Regions from separate parts of the Capsicum annuum genome. Here region 1 is linked to region 2. The links are chromatin contacts, called in public Hi-C maps. All regions are on one chromosome and are shown on one strand. The core of a region is the stretch at or near the end of the contact, and the rest is flanking DNA. Distances in the headings are between cores, read along the strand shown. Region 1 holds the start of LOC107851333 (UDP-glucose 4-epimerase GEPI48). Region 2 overlaps LOC107851130.

The links. Hi-C and Micro-C count contacts between places; a contact is called where the count stands out from the background.
Region 1: a contact with region 2 is called in a Hi-C map of bud, with 2.3 times the contacts expected there. The contact joins the promoter of LOC107851333 here to the enhancer-like site in region 2. A contact is called at or near these places in 2 of 5 Hi-C or Micro-C datasets (bud and placenta).

Annotation. Positions count from the first base shown.
Region 1 is chr12:191,964,186-191,969,500 of UCD10Xv1.1, reverse strand. It overlaps LOC107851333 (UDP-glucose 4-epimerase GEPI48), which reads right to left and starts at 1,855. Exons shown (of 9, transcript XM_016696303.2): 1 at 1,284-1,855; 2 at 270-319. The coding sequence starts at 1,466.
Region 2 is chr12:191,897,420-191,902,614 of UCD10Xv1.1, reverse strand. It overlaps LOC107851130, which reads right to left. Exons shown (of 12, transcript XM_047400916.1): 8 at 3,191-3,258; 9 at 2,985-3,072; 10 at 2,812-2,883; 11 at 2,560-2,613; 12 at 1,996-2,437. The coding sequence ends at 2,348. Among protein-coding and RNA genes, the nearest start is that of LOC107851130, 9.9 kb to the right of the region's middle. Within about 2 kb of position 2,269, at least 4 of the 5 cell types and tissues checked have an H3K27ac peak or open chromatin away from gene starts, as enhancers often do. A contact at or near this core is called in bud, where this site is marked.

The DNA.
Region 1 (5,315 bases), core at 606-3,105, 67 kb before region 2:
CATAGGTGACAGATGCTGATGTACAGAAATGAAGTAAAGCAGGAGAGCTAATTGGCAAATTTTTACATTACAACCCCCATGTTGAAATGATAAACAGCAAATTTTGGGAAAACAGTATACAATTCATGACCATGCTTATCAAGGTTTCAACATACCACACTGAATAAAACAACACTGGCGATAACAATGGAAGGGTGATCAATAAAGAAGGTTGTACAAAAAGAATTCAGAATCGATGTATATCTTGCAACTAACATAGTAGGACTTACTTGTTAGACTCGAAAAGCTTTTCAACTGCAGGCTTGTCACGTAGATCAATCTGACATTCAAAACAAAACTATAGAAATCAGGAACAGACAAAATGCAGGAACTGAAACAACAATCAAGTGCTTGAAAAAAACATACTACAATACCACAACAACAATATACCCAGTGAAATCCCACAAGTGCGGTCTGGGGAGAGTATAGTGTAGGCTGAGCTTACCACTACCTTGTAGAGATAGAGAGGCTGTTACCAAAAGCCCCTCTGCGCAGGTGCAGCAAATCCAAGTACAAAGAAGAAGAAAACAATGAAGAAAACAATGAAGAAAACATAGCAACTAACAAAAGAAGCAGCGCAAAGCTTACAAGAGAGGGACAAGAAGAACAACAAAATAATGTGATAATCACAACACAATAAACAACAGACGATGGCAGATATCAAAAGCAAGAACAACAATAATACAGCTAGTACAACACAGCAGTAGAAACATACTACAGTACTGTGTAAAAAGGGCAGCTCGGTGCATTAAGCTCCCACTATTCACCGGGTCAGGGGAAGGACTGGACCACAAGGATTTATTCTACAACCTTACACTGCATTTCATACTACAATACTGTGTAAAAAGGGAAGCTCAGTGCACTAAGCTCCCACTATGCACGGAGTCAGGGGAAGGGCCGGACCACTAAAGGTTTATTCTAAGCATTCTTGCCTTGCATTTCATAATATATTACTGTGTAGAGAAAAAAGGGAAAAAAAGAAGGTTACACAAAGACTACAAACTTATCAACAAGCAGAAAAGAACCAAATTCTATAGATTTCAGAGCATAGAGGTTCAAATCCCAATAACATTGAAACTAGTAAAAATCATGATATACCCAAATCATCACTCTTGATTAAAAAAAAAAAAAACAGATGCCAGTAATTCCCAGCCCAAATAAAAACCCAATCTTTACACCCCAGATACACGTAAACTCGATAATTCACACAAATCCAACGATTAAATAGGGAAAAAGGGACCTACATTGTAAAAATAAAGGTTAGAACCAAATTGACCCGCAAGTTCTTGAACCCTTTTAACAGCAATGGCAGATGAATTATCCAAATTATCAACAATGACAGTCTTGTAACCACCTAGAAGCAACTGTAACACCGTGTGACTCCCAATGTACCCAGCTCCACCTGTCACTAGTATATTCTTCGACATTGATCCAAATCAAGAATTCAGATCAAGAAAGTGTATGAAGAAAATCAAGAAAGTATAGAACAAAGGTGGAGTTTTTATAATGGTAATTTGTGGGAAAGAAACTCCCTCTTGTCTGTCATTTGGGTGGAAGAATCTTAAAGGGATTTATCAACGAATAGTTTTAAGGAAAAGAAAGGCCATGTGGAAAGGAGGTTTCATCACGTCGGTACTCTTCTGAATGGGAAAACAATAATATGGTTTGAATCGGCAGCTCTGTTTACACTCCACAGTTTACTGTTGTAATTTCACACAGGTTTCTAATTATTACAGTGTGCGTGTAAGTGTGTGTTTTGTTTTTTTTAGAAGGGGAAGGTTAAGGGGTAATGGAAGTGAACACTTACGGTGTGTTTGGTACGAAGGAAAGTATTTCCTAAAAGTCTCTTTAAGCCTATCATTCAACCCCAATACTGGAGTAGACCTCAACTCGAGACATGATTCTCAGTCCTGACCCGGATCAGACTCTTGGGTCGAGGTTGAGAATCAGGTCCCAAGTCACTAATGGAGTCCAAAGTTGGGAGCTAAGTCATCGATCTAGGTCAGAATCAGGAGTCAAGTCCCCAATTGAGGTTGGATCTGCATTTGAGAGTTCGGTCTCGAGTTGGGCCCAAGGCAAGGATCTCGAGTTAGGGTCAAGTTGGGACCCGACCCAAGACTTAACATCTGATGCCGGCCCTAGCCCAGGACTCCACTTTCGACTCCTGACTCTAAACCCTGACTCATCAACACCTAACTACTTTACTCTCGGCCCGACACTTGACCTTAACCCTTAACTCCTAGCCCTAGACCCTGACCCAACACCTAACTACCTAACTCCCGGCCAAAGATTCGACCCCAACCTCTATCAGGATTCAACCCCCACCCTCATTTTCAAACCTTGCTCGAGACTCGATTTCCATCTCTTAATGTAGACACCAACTCAGAACCCTACTCCTGATCAGGACTCCAACCTAGAACCCGACTCTCAACCCTAATATTGCATCAACCCCGACCCAAGACCCAACTTTTAACTCGGACCTCGACTCAAAATTTGACAACTAATTATAGTATTTTCACAAATTATAGTGTTTTTTGGATTCGGTGTCATAGTATTTCTCATAAACATCAAAAAATAAGTAAGATATTCACTTATTTTTTAAGAAAATATTTTCTAGAAAAATATTTTTCTTCATACCAAATAGGGGTGTGCAAAAACAGAACCGGCCGATAAACCGAACCGATAAAAATGTTATTGGTTTATTATTATTGGGTTATTGAATTAATGATTTTTCAATGGTTTATAAAAAAAATTATTGGACTATTGGTTCGATTTTTTTTATCGGGTTATTAGGTAAATCGATAACCCAATTATCGGTTTCAATATATATATATATATATATATATATATATATATATATTAGTTTTTCTTTAATTTCTATAAATTAACAAACCTATTATTTCAATTATACACACTCTTAAATTCTCCTAACAACATTTAGTTCAAACTTGAAGATTTTTGCAAATTAAAACACATCATGTAAGATTTTTGGTTAATATTAAGATTCGATTTTTTTCATGTTAGTTACTACTATTTCTATTTTATGAGTATTTTTTTATCAGTTAAACTGAAAATCGAACCGATAGGGACTAAAATTTAACAAAATGTTATTGGTTTATTGTTATTGGGTTAACTATTTTTTAATAATTTTATAAAAAAAATTATTGGGTTATTGCTTCGGTTCGATTTTTCTTATCGGGTTATTGGGTAAACTGATAACCCAATTATCGGTTTCAATATATATATAGAGAGGGGGGGGATAGATAGATAGATAGATAGATAGATAGATAGATAGATAGATAGATAAATATCTTAGTTTCTCTTTAATTTCTATAAATTAACAAACCTATTATTTCAATTATACAAACTCTTAAATTCTCCTAACAACATATAGTTCAAACTTGAACATTCTTGTAAATTAAAACACATCATATAGGATTTTTGGTTAATATTAAGATTCGATTTTTTTTCATGTTTGTTACTATTATTTCTATTTTATGAGTACTTTCTTATCGGACAAACCAAAAACCGAACCGATAAGGTAAAAATTGATAAACTGAAAAGATAAAAAAATATCTTATTGGTTTAGCATATTTAAAAAACGAAAATCGATAAATCGAACCAATAATATATAAACCGAACCGAATCGACCGATGCACACCCCTAATACCAAACACACCCTAGGATCATTTAGATGTTTGTTAGAGTTATGAGGTACTCCCTGTGTTTCAATTTATCTGTTTTGCTTTTCTTTGTAGTTTGTTTCAAAAAGAATGTTTCCTTTATTGATAACTCTTCAATTCTAGTTTTGCATATGACATGTTTAAGACCATAAGATTAAAAGACGTTTTGGTACATTCTATATATCTTTAGTTTAAGACTACAAGATTCAAAAGTCTTCTTTACTTTCTTAAAATTTGTGCCAAGTCAAAACAAGACAAACAAATTCAAACAGAGAAAATATTAGTTATGTATACTTTACTTATTTATATATTAATTCTTTGGAGGTGTTTGGAGGCTAGAGCTGTTCATATGACGTACACTAGGTTGATTAAGGACATGTACAATAGAGAAAAGATACGTGTGAGAATGGTGGGAAGATATTCAGAGCACTTTCCTGCTTTGACAGGGTTACACTAGCGATCAACTCTTAGTTGGTTTTTATTCACCTTGGTGATGGATGTTTTGACGTGGTACATTCAAGGTGAAGTGACTTGGTGTATGTTATTTGTAGATCATGTACTTCTAATTGACGGAACCTGGGGAGGAGTTAATGATAAGTTAAAATTTTGGAGACAAACCCTAGAGTCTAAAGGGTTTAGGTTAAGTAGGATCAAGAAGAAGTTCAAGTTTAGTAATTTGACACACAAGCCTAAGTGGTGGTGAAGCAGAATCTTAGGCCATTTGAAAGCGAGATAGTTTCAAATATCTTGGGTCTATGATTCTGGGGAACTGAGAGATGATGAGGAATTCACATACCATATCGATGCAGGATAGATGAAATAGAAGCTCACTTCTAGAGTGTAGGGTGATAAGCGGGTGTCTCCTAAACGTAAAGGCAAGTTCTACAGAGTGACAGTTCGACTGGCCATATTATATGAAACAGTGTGTTGTCCAATAAAAAACCCCCACATCTAAAAGTTAAAAGTGGTGGATATTAGACATTGTGATGGATGTGTGGACTTACTATAAGGCATAGGGTTAGAAATAAGATTATTCGTGAAAAGGTATGAGAGGCTTCGGTGGAAAAAATGTGAAAAGTAAGGTTGAGATGGTTCGAACATGCGATGAAAAGAGAAATGGATGCCTAGTATAGAGGTGTGAAAACGTAACACTCCATCTTTTACATGTACTTGTTCTACTTATATGAAACTTGATATAGCCTTGTGGTATAGGTAACTAACTAGATTTTTTTATGTGAGTATTGATGGTGTAAATAGGTTTGACGATACTTCCTGTACAACTTAATGTAACACGACCAATTTAACATTAATGCAACTACAGCTTAAATTGGACCAGTGGGCGATATGACAGCTAGTTTATGGACACAGGATTTCTTTAAACTGGGCCCTCCCACATTCACTGAGTCAGATCCCAATAAAGACCCACAAGACTTTATTGATAAAATCTAAAGGGCTTTGGATAACATATGTGTATCTAGTAAAGATATAGTTGAGCTAACAACATATAGATTAAAATGGGGGGCTCTATTGTGGTATGAAGACTGGAAATAATCTAGGGGTACAGGTACACCGTCAGCTAGTTGGAAGGAGTTC
Region 2 (5,195 bases), core at 1,020-3,519:
TTATAAAAGTGATTTGAACTTTTTACCCTTCATTAAAAGATTTCGCTTTAGACAAAATAGCCTTTTTACCTTTTTTCTATTATTTTAGTAATATTAAATATTGACTATATTACCAAAAAAATAAATTTCCTCACAAAAATAGAATTTCTTTTTTACCATTTAAAAAAAAAACAAACCATAACAAGAAATCAAAAAAAATAAAAAATAAAATTCCAAACCAAAAAAGTAATTAAAAAAAGCAATCTTAACGCGAAACCCAAAAAAAAAATGTAAGAATAAATAATTAGTAAAAAAAAAAAAACACAACCAAACGAGAACCAAAAAAAAAACTATAATAGTAATTAAAACAAAAAAATTATCCTTTCCCAACTTGCTTTTAAGCATAGCCTGTTTCATGCAAAATATGGACAATCAACAATTTCTATCCCATGTAAAATAGGTTTTAACATACCTTTTACCAACTTCTATAAAAATCATGCTAATTTCGTTTTTTACCATCTTCACCATCTTTTTCTTTCATTTTTTTCAATTTTGTCTCTTCTCCAGATTCTATTCTCTAGATTCTCTTCGTCAACTCACTTTTGTTTATTTATCATAAAAACTCACTTATTTTGCATTGTTGATGGTTGATTGCTTATTAATAATTTAAAAACAATATTAATTGTTATGCCGATAATTTTACTTATATTCTTGGTTGATTTAATTTGCATTATTAGTCAAATTTATGTTCTTAATAAATTTAGTTTGTATTCTTTGTTGGATCTATTAATAAGTAATGTTCTTCCTCGATTAAATATACGAAAACGACTCACATATTCAAGTACAATTATCTACTCAACTTATCAATTTTTTTTCCTTCTAAATCATGCGTTGTTGATTTTATAATTCATTTTTTAAGCGATACCCCTTTTTATAATTAATGCAGTACCTCTTTCCCTTATGTCTACTGCAATAATAACCTAAAAAGTGATTTCTCTCTCTCCATATATATATATACATATATATAATTTGTTATTTTTATTTTCTTACGGAAAATTGCAACACTAGAGAAATTTAGGTTAGATTTGAACCGTTAAATATGTGATTTGACTGAAATTATGATAAATTACATGTGAATTTATGTGTTGAAGTTTTACTAACTATACAAAAAGATTAGAGTCAAAAGAGTAAAAGCATCAAATTTGAGTTGAATAATATAGGAATGTGATGGACATACGAACCTACAATATATTCATCTGTTTACCCTTAAAAATATATCTTACATTATTTAAAATTATAATTTCATACTTTTTAAATATTAAAATTTTGAAATCAATTAATTTTTAGTTATAAATCTCCTTACTTAAATAATATTTTGATAAACTAAATAAAAATTATTGTCATAAAAATGCTCTTCCGTTATTTTTGGTCTAATAAAAACTAGCTTGGGAGTAATATACATAAACATTACTATGTATATTTGAAAAAACAAAAACTTAAGAATTCTAAAAACAACTAAAAAGTATAGGATTAGAATTTTGAATTCAACTAACTAAATTATACCATAGTTTTGATGAAATGTGATTTATATATATATATATATATATATATATGCACACACACCTTTAGAAAAAACTAATTTATTTATTTATTTTTTTGGTGAAAAAAAAACTAATTTTTTATTTTAAAGAAACAATAAATTAAAACACAACATGCAATAACATATTTGAGATATGATAATTTTCTTATATTGTTTAATTAGATACAATATTTATTTTAATATAAATTGTTATATTTTAATAACTTTTTTTTTATAAAACTTAATTAAGGAAAGACACACGTTCAAAGCACGTACACTAAGATAGTATGTAATAAACATCAGAAGTCAGAACCCACAAACGTTAAATTCTGTATCTATCTCTTAATTGTACCACAACTTCATAAGTTTGAACTTGCAAAGTCTTTTTTAAATTTTGCTCGAAGAAACTCAAAAAAGAAACCAACTTCAAAAGATCATACGCAAGTGAAGTTCAATAATTACACAAACAATCGCCAAAGAGTAGGTACATGAAGTATGTTATGTTTTCTTTACAGATCAACAAAAAAAAAAAAAGATAAAAGGAGACGTAAAGTTTGGGTCACTAGATGCAAGTTCTCTTTCTCCCTTTACAACCCTTTTGCTAAAATTGAGTTTTTTCCAGATCTTTGGCAGACTTCTGAAACTTAGGAATTAGTCTCTGGTAACGATAATGTATGAAACCCGGAAATGAACATCGGCTTGACTGATTCGTCGATAACAAATAGCCAAATACAGTGAAAATGAACCAGGAAGGTGGATATTTACTCTTGATACAAACTATGTGCATTATCATCTTTCTGGAACCTTTTCGGTAGTTATAGGTTCAGAACTGAGAAGCCTTTCCGCCTCATCATTTGCCTCTGCTTGGATTTTCCATTTCTACAATAATGGAAGAACAACAGTGTCAATGCCAAGACAAAGCGGGGTTAAAAACGCAACTTATAGGATTACACTGCAATTATAATGAAGACAGAAAGTACGTAAAAGTAAACAACACATACCTCCTCAAGATTCTCAAGCTCCATTATTTGTTGTATTTGTTCAGCAATATTTTCCTGCATAGAGTAAAATAAGATGAAAACATGCCAGTAGAAAGCTAAAATTGCACCTTCACAGAGCAATATGAACCACAGAAACAATGGTAACCAGGAAAAACGAAATCATATGTATAAGTACCACTCTGTAGTTTTCACATGTAATTTTAAAAAAAAAAAAAAAACGGAATGTCAAAGTTATAACAAAATGATCCTTACCGCATTGCCTGCTGCTTCAGCAGCAAGAACATCTGAATCCATCTCTACTTCAATTTCTATAATGGAAGAAATCTGCAATACACAAGGCATATTTATTCATAAATTTGGAATGCATGTTCAATGGCATTTGAGCTTCACTCATCCAACTGAGCATTTCTGGAAAGATAACGCACTCTTGCATAGCTTTCAATCAGCTCGATCCTTCTCGAAAGGGAGCATTCCAAACTTTCACGCACCCTTTTCACTTTACTTCTCCGGGCCCTTGATAAATCAAAGAGAAAGCCATGTAATGTGTGACAATGAAGCATACACATTTTAGTCTGAACAGAAGCTGTTCATTAAAACAAGAACAGATATAAGGGATTCAAGAGACTTTTACCGATAAGCAGGTTCTCCAACAGCAAAGATTTTGTTTTCCAGTTGGCACATGCGAGCCAACATCCAGACCTACAAATTTAGTGAATAAAATTTCACCTCAAAATACATGATCAAGGCAATAAATCATTCAAAGGATTGATGTTGGGATATTTCCAGAAATCAACTATAATGAACTCATAAGAAACCAATATGGCTAGCCTTCACACCGAAACCACGATTTAACACTGAATGGTAGATAACAGCAAGCTCAAAAATAATTACCAAGTGAAACAAAAGAACATTTATGACATACAACTGTTCCACAAACATGAATTCCAGGTGCACGACAATTTTGACAGCAAAATGAGATAACTTTACAAATAAACATATTAATGATCTTTGCATGACTCTACTGTAACTTATGTGGACTCCTACCTTTTCTCACAGCTAGAAAATTCTGTTAGTAAGTCCAAATTAACTACAGACTATTTTTTTTAACAAAATAAATAGAACCACATAAAGTATGACCAGAGGCAGATGCAGGACACAGTTCAGTTGACGATGCTTAGATGAGTCAGGTGCCTAATGCAGTAGCATGCGAGCAGAGAGTAACGAAATTCATTGATGAGACTCAAGAGTGAATGGTTAGATTTCCCATACATATATAGAATGAGGCGAAAAGGAATGAGGAATATCCAACTAATTAGCGAAAATAATTAAACAAATGCTTTTCCCTAGAAAACGCAATGAGAAAGATTCCCTCAAGGCAATCACTATACAACTTGTTTGCCTGCTTTCGAACTAAGATTTGAAAGAAAATGAGATGAAAAAATTAAAAGGCTATAAACAATTGTAAATGAACTGGGGAGCAGGAGCATCAATAACAGAAATGTGAGTATGAATCTGAAACCAATATGAAAGAAAGTCATCAAGAAAGAGAGCAAGTGTCAAGTGTAGGTTTCCCATTCTATTACTGGGAGTTAGAACATAAAATGAAGAAGTAATAAAGAACGTTACCGCCCCAAATCTCATTGATTAGGTCTTCTGGATCACTTGATAATCGTCTAATCAACCAAATGTCATGACCTAATGGACTTTAGGACTAAAGCAGACAAAACAACTGTTAAACTCAAAACGAGTGTAATTTATTTACAATCTTGATCTAAGTGTCTCATCTATGCCGACAACCAGAGGCAGAGAATTTGATTTTGCTTTGTGAATTGACACTAGAGAGTCATCTGTACTGCACCAACTGTTCCTTTGTGACAGTGGGTGCAGAGTATAAATTTATTTTTGTGGATTTAGCCAAAATGACTTTTCAAGAAGCTATAAGCCTTAGTCCTTATTACTAGTAGAAAATTCTAGCCATCAACTGAAAAAGGAAGCAGAGAAAGCATGTCGCAGTCAACTCAAATTATGCAGGCATGAGACAAGGCTAATAAAGCAAACATATCCAGTTCTTATTCTTTTTCATTTCAGCTGCCTTTTATCTTTTCAGGACCCAGACAGGAAGTTGATTAATGTGGGTTTTTAGCTTTGAAATTGGAGAAATAACAGAAAAAGAGTTGAAGAAAAATAAAATACGGCAATAGTATTGTCAAAGGGAATTTTTTTATTAATAACTCACAACATATATTTATAGCTAAATTTCTAACTACATTCCAATTTAAATTGGGATAACTAATTCCTATTCAAATAATAAAAGGACAATTGATTCCTAAATCACATAGGACTCTAATAATTTAAAACTATTACAATTATTTATTCCTACTTTATTTCTGAGACATATTTTCAACACTTCTCCTTAGATCAAAAATTGTCTCGGGTTTGGCTGAATTTGACCTATCAATTCATCTTTGTTCTTGCATGGCTTGTGTGCATCTTTTGTTGGATTAAATAAGAAACTTTGTCTCTCATATCAACTTGTAAAATTTCATGAGTAGTAGAATCAAAGATTCGACAATATTTGTCTCCAAATAATAATTTAAATCCTTCTTCCATTAGCTCACCAACACTTAACAAACTTT